Linked DNA regions of Zea mays: region 1 is linked to region 2. A link is a contact called in public Hi-C data. All regions are on one chromosome and are shown on one strand. The core of a region is the stretch at or near the end of the contact, and the rest is flanking DNA. Distances in the headings are between cores, read along the strand shown.

What was found. Hi-C and Micro-C count contacts between places; a contact is called where the count stands out from the background.
Region 1: a Hi-C map of leaf shows a contact between it and region 2, with 4 times the contacts expected there. The contact joins the promoter of LOC100216715 here to the enhancer-like site in region 2. A contact is called at or near these places in 2 of 25 Hi-C or Micro-C datasets (both in leaf).

What each region holds. Positions count from the first base shown.
Region 1 is chr3:26,510,596-26,513,905 of Zm-B73-REFERENCE-NAM-5.0, forward strand. It overlaps LOC100216715 (CDP-diacylglycerol--serine O-phosphatidyltransferase 1), which reads right to left and starts at 1,803. Exons shown (of 13, transcript NM_001143120.1): 1 at 1,571-1,803; 2 at 31-219. The coding sequence starts at 194.
Region 2 is chr3:26,127,900-26,131,060 of Zm-B73-REFERENCE-NAM-5.0, forward strand. No RefSeq gene overlaps it. Among protein-coding and RNA genes, the nearest start is that of LOC100191394, 16 kb to the right of the region's middle. Within about 2 kb of position 1,757, at least 17 of the 20 cell types and tissues checked have an H3K27ac peak or open chromatin away from gene starts, as enhancers often do. A contact at or near this core is called in leaf, where this site is marked.

The DNA.
Region 1 (3,310 bases), core at 553-3,052, 380 kb after region 2:
GTTCCACAGATAAAAAGACTATGAGCTCACATTAAAAAGCATGTTCCCATCAGCAAGAGCGAGATCGTTCGAGGCTTGTATGCCCATGCCGTCCATGGATCTACATCACCAAAATGATCTAGTGATCTTACACTACCATTGCAGACGGTGCCATTACATCCTCTGCGAGGTTCGTGATGACCGTTGACCCCCATTACAACAGCCTTGGCAATTTACTATCTGCAAAATACCCACAGTAGCATATGAGAATGCATAATAATCGTATTGATGGCAAAAATTCGCCACTCCTCCACGAAAAAAGCAGCATATAGCTCAAATACTTGCTAATAACTAGAAAAATGGATAATATACCACTGAGGCCACAGGGGAAAAACAAGTAGGTACAAGTGGATAAAATGTCATGAATGGTCCAGCAAATGGGGAAAAAATCACTTGCTTAGAACAGAAGAACAAATATGGCGTACAAACATCAGGCTGCAGTCGTACCCTTGAAGCATAAAACCTACTTTGCTAAGTACAAGTTGTCACTGCTTGCTCAATCATTTGCCAGGGATCACTTAATGAATCCCACTCATCTCCAAAATGGTTTCGGTGGCATTCAGGCTAGGTGCCAAATTCCAAACCCGAAAGGCTTCCAGTTATTCCAAAACAACAGAAGGGGTGTGGTGTGCTGCTGCAACCAGATGCTGCGTTAGAGCAAAACAGACGGGACCTGAGGCAGCAAAGGGCAAGGCCGAGCAAAGGAAAAATCCATTCCACGGAAGAAGATGAAGAGCGCCAGAAGGGATCGAGCAATTCAAAAAGAAACACATATAAAACAGCCCGCGGGTTAAAAAACTGTGGAAATAATTAGGGCCGACAGTGATCCGTACACATCGTCCAAATTAAGAAGCCGGAAAAGCTAAGACGCAGCAGCTTTTGCGAGGCAGCAAAAAAAAAAGGCCGCGAATTTGAAGATGCGCGCATCAAATCCGGTGGGAATCCGCCGGCGACTCCCACGAACGGGAGCGCTCTCAAGGGAAGTGCACACCAGAGAAACGGTAAGCAGGGAGGGGGCGAAATAAAGGCTGCTAGATGAGCAGTCAAACGCGGCAGAGCGATGCAATGCAGGCAATGAAATCGAGGTGGGGGAAAGGACGGCCTTTACACGGCACTGGGCATTAACAACAGCATAAAACACCGGAAAAGGCGGCGTTCCGTTGAGCCTGCCCCGCAGGTCCGCACGCCCGCCCGCCCGCCCGCGACCGGTGGTTCGCCGGCGAACGGCCAGGAGCGCATTAATCAACGCCGCGACGATAAACTGAAACGGCAACTGCCGGGTAGCCGCCGGCCGCCAGCGGCAGAGACCGTGCCGTTGCGTACGGTGCCCAAGCCCCAGGACAGGAGGAGGCCGGGCATAACCGCAGGAACGGGGCCGCCCGGCGCTGAAAAAAAACATGATTAGGGCTCCCCGGAGCCGAAAAGTTAATCCGCGGGATTTCTGCGGGGATGGCGATGGGAACCGGAACATGGTCGACATGGAGGAAAGGGAGGCGACCAGGGCCAGGCGGGGGAGGGAGGGAGCACGTACGCGGTGGAAAGCGACAACAGCGTGCCGGTCGTACGATCCCGCGTGCGGGGAGATCCAGGCCGTCGAAAGCGACCGAGGGAGTTGCTGTCCCTCTCCCTCGCTCGCTTTTCTTCCGTTCTCTCCAACGCGGCAGGCAAGCAGCGGCTGTTCGCGAGGTGGAGTTCGTAGAGAGAGAGAGAGACGGGAGATGGAGATGGCCAGGACCAGGAGAGGGTGCGGGGGGATATAGAGAGGGATAGAATGGAGTGTAGCCCTGCGAGGCGGTGAAGAGCGAATCTTCTCATCTTATATAAGAGGTTAGAGAGAGAGGCGGTCAAAGAAAAGGCTCGAGATAGAGAGAGGGGGGAGAAAGGAATCGGAGTCTTGAAGGGGGATCATTGGAGCATTGATGATGGTTCACTCTCCCCTCTGTTTTTTCTTTTAATTTTTTTAAACGCTCTCTTTCTCTCTCATAGACAGAGGTAGGAGTAGGACCCTCCATGGAGGTGCCACCACCACCACCACCACCACCACCCCCTCTTCTTGATTTAGGGCCTGTTTGTTTACCCCAATGAATTATATAATCTGGATTATTTTTGGAGGATTATATAATCCAATGGATTAGATTATATAATCTGGGCAAATAAGCTAGACTGTTTGTTTGCCTCTTAAGATTATTTAATCCAGATTATATAATCTGGGGGGTAAACAAAGAGGCCCTTAATCATAAGACGCCAAAATAAAACTTAAATGATGTCCCCCAGTTCAGTGCCACCGTGCTGGTTAAGCGCAGCTAGCTAATGCGACACATGCCGTTTTGTTAATTTCAAACTGTAAATCTAGCCAGTACAGACGTTTAATAGTTAAATAGCTTGGCAAATAGTACATGTATAAGGCCATGTTAGTTTCATCTCTAGGCCATGTTAGTTTTATCTCTAAACCATGGGGATTGAGATTGGAAGAAATTGGTGAGGATTTTAACTTGTAGAGAATTTAATCCCTATCAATATCTATGGATTAGACTAAACGAATAGCATCTAACCCTTTTAATCTCTCCCTAACTGATCAGACCCTAAAGGGGGCGAGGCTAACTAGCCGGCTAACTCAGCTTCTATTCCAAGAGATCTTCCTTGGTTCCTTGTAATAATCTCTGATTTCGGCCAAATAAAAGGATTGTGCAAATTTGCAATGGAAGAGAAAAAAAATTCTCCCGCTGCAAATTCAATTGCAAAAAAAGGAAAAAGACTAGATGCCTCACCTGCTTGCTGTACATGTATAAAGAGCATCTCCGACAGACTCTTTATTTTTTCTTTCGATTTTGATTTTTTATTTAACTTTTCATAAAAATTACAATCTATATGTAACATCTTATTCCAACATATCCTATAACAAACAAGTTAGAGCATCTCCAAGAGACTAGTTAGATAACTCGTCAAGCCAAATTTTGGCTACTCAATAGCAAAATAACTCTCCAACAGATTAGCTATCTGACTCGCCAAGCTATCAGACTCTTCAAATTGACTTTCTCACTAGTCAAATTTGGCTAGCCACCTGACTAGCCAAATTAGACAGATAGTTTGTTGGAGTGAGATGCTAGTATGCTACATACAGAGTGTAATATTTATGAAAAGTTAAATAGATAGTCAAATATAGAGTTAAAAATGAAGAGTACCTTGGAGATGCTCTTAGCTTGGCTAGTCGAAGACTCGAAGTAGCTAGCCAAATTTAGCTAGAGAGAGATCTAATTTGAAGAGTTAAATG
Region 2 (3,161 bases), core at 507-3,006:
TTGTCTCGTTTACATATTGCAAATCCTTTTTAATTATGTATTAATAACTATTTTTGAAGAATAATAAATACCAAACAAATTCAGAAGGCCATTCTCCTCTCCATCCCCACAGAAGATCCCATTATTTTTCTTCCTTTGGTTTGCTTTTTCATCTGCTCGCCGAAGTGTGATATCCTGGCCCCGGTGGATGGTGATATTATGGCCCAATGCTTAATAGAATTAATAGAGTATTCATACTAACAAGATGCATCTTCTTTTTCGGAAGCTTATCTCGAAAGAACCACCAAGTTAAGCGTGTCTGACTTGGAGTAATTTGAGATGGGTGATCGACTGGGAAGTTTTCTCGGGTGCGCATGAGTGAGGACAAAGTGCGCACAAAAGATTCGTGTTGGTCTGTGGGGACAATATATGATCCTAGAAAGCTGCTAGGAGTAAGTATCGCCGGTCCGACAGTGGACCGGTGTGTTACAATTGGTATCAGAGCCAACACTCGCGGTTTCACCGGCGTGTGTGGGTTAGGGGTTCGGGTATATGGCACATGGCGCATGTGGGCCCGGAGTGGTCACATAACATTACATATCACAACACTAGACAAACAGACGTGACCAAGAGAGGAGGTTCCTGGCTTGGGGTTGACCGACGAGGACGTCGGTCTTCTAAGGGAGGTGGATTGTGATATCCTGACCCCAATGGATGGTGATATCATGGCCCAATGCTTAATAGAATTAATAGAGTACCTATACAAACAAGATGCATCTTCTTTTTCGGAAGCCTATCTCGAAAGAACCTTCAAGTTAAACGTGCTTGACTTGGAGCAATTTGGGATGGATGACCGACTGAGAAGTTTTGTTGGGTGCGCATGAGTGAGGACAAAGTGAGGACAAAAGATCCGTGTTTGTCTATGGAGACAATATATGGTCCTAAAAATCTGATAGGTGTAAGTACCGTCGGTCCGAAAGTGGAAGGAGTGTTACACGGAGGTTGCTAGCTCCTTATCTAGTCGTCGGCGCCATGCGACAACTTGTTGGTGGTCGTCCGTTGCTGGCCACGCCGTGCAGCAGGACGCCGGTGGGCCACACGCCGGTTCTGTGTCCGCAGTCGCCAGCGTGGCGGCGGAGATGGAGGCATTTGTCGGTCGTCGCTCGACGTCGTGTCTGGCGCTGTGTTCAGCGTCGTAGGCATGGCGCCTGCGTCTCTCGCCCCTGGGTCGTCGCGCTCCTCGGCAGCATTCGCGAGCAGGTGATAGCGGACCAAAGAAGATCGCTAGATTTAGCGGATGCTGAGAACCTCCGCTATTTAGAGGACCATATAGTGTTTTGTTGATGGAGCGATAAAGCAGGAGAAGAAACGCTAAATACAAAGGGCATGACACTTTAGAGCATCTCCAACAATGCCTCAAACTAATGCCTCAAATCGAAATATAGGGCTCTACACAGGAAAAACCACTCCAACGGTGCCTCAATTCAACAAATTTTGTCAAAAAACTATAGGGCACCCTCTCAAGTGCCTCAAATATACTACACCGTAGTGGGCTGCCCTATAATCTAGATTTGGGGCTTTACTGTTGGAGCAGGGTGTTTTGTTGGTGCCCTAAATTCTATAAAATTTACTTATTTTAAAATTATAAGACATTTTTATAGGTCACGTTGTTGGAGATGCTCTTACGGTTCTTTGTTGAGCGAGTCTGATTCCATGCGCATTACAATTCACACGACCAGTGATCATGCATGTAAATGTAACAATAAGACCCAACTTAGGCCCAAACCCAACCTATGGCCCATGTACGATGCATTCACATTCGCAGCCAGGCCCATGGCTCTTGGAGGAAATAGGGCCGAAATCAAAGCTGGCTTTTGTTGCAAAAGCTGCAACTTTCATCTTTATATATAAAAACGCTGTTATTATTCCTTTTTAATTGACCAGAAAGAGCTGCTAGCTGCCAACTGTACGGTACTGTGTATATGCATCTAGACCAAGAGATGGAACTCATGAATGAACGCGGGAGATGAAACCGACCGCCGGAAAGGTGGCCGCCTAACCGCCCTCAAAGGTCAAAACTACTTCCACTTCCACAGTTTGCACGGCGACCACAGACGAGCAGATTTTCGTCGCTATGGGCCCGATTGGTTGTCTTCCCAGAGTAGCTTGTCCCGTATCTAGGAACTAGGACTCAGCAGACCATACTTTGTGCATGCAAAAGGGGTATATTTGGATGTCTGGCTGTCACCGGCCTGGTTGCAGAAGATATTGTTTGGATGCCTGGCTGTCACCCTCCCGCCGAACTCACCAGCGCTCCTCACGCGCTCAGCAGCGGCCAGGCTCAGGAGAAACGAAAAAAAAGGTCGCACGCCGCTGGCCAGACCGAGGGGTGCCTCGTGCATCGGGAGGGCCAGACCCAATAAACTCTCCAGGTAACCAATCATCACATGAGCGTGGATGGGGAATATGCAGGTAACCAATCAGTCCCTATACCTATACCTATGAATCGGAGCGCGCGTCTCGTCGACGTCGCATCGCCATTGGCTGTCCAAGTGCTGTACTCCTGTACTGATGAAACAGACGGGAGGGGATACCTGGCCTGGCCGTGAGATTATCATCGTCTCCGTAGCAGTGCTAGCTGTACTGATCCAGCAGCCAGAGCCCAGGAGGTGGGCCGGAGCTCGACGGTGAGGTGACGGTCCAACCGAACCACCGAATCAACCGGCCGGATCGTACCGTAGCAGAGCAGGAGCAGCCACTGGCCGCAAAGCAAATGAAAGAAACTGAATTGAAGAGAGAGTTCTTCGGCCTACTTACAAATCTCCACCCCCCAACAAGCTTCGTTGGATGTTAGCCCGTTTTTTTTTATAAAAAAAATCAAAATTAGGCTGCCTAATATTTACCAATGCTATCGACTCTCTTCTTCTTCGCAAATTGTCATTTTCTTCTTCTTAGCAAATTGGCCCACGGTACTTTCCAAGCTACAACTAACAACTAATTAAATAAAGAGAAAGGGGGCTTCCGTCCGAGGATATTAGTACCGGTTGATTTAGAATCGATCCTGACTTGACATCTTTTTTTAATCGTCGTGTTTTTGTAGAGGATATTACTACCAATCAGTGTCCACAACCGGTACCAATGTTAAGTTATCATTACTGGTTGAAGACACCAAATGGTACTTA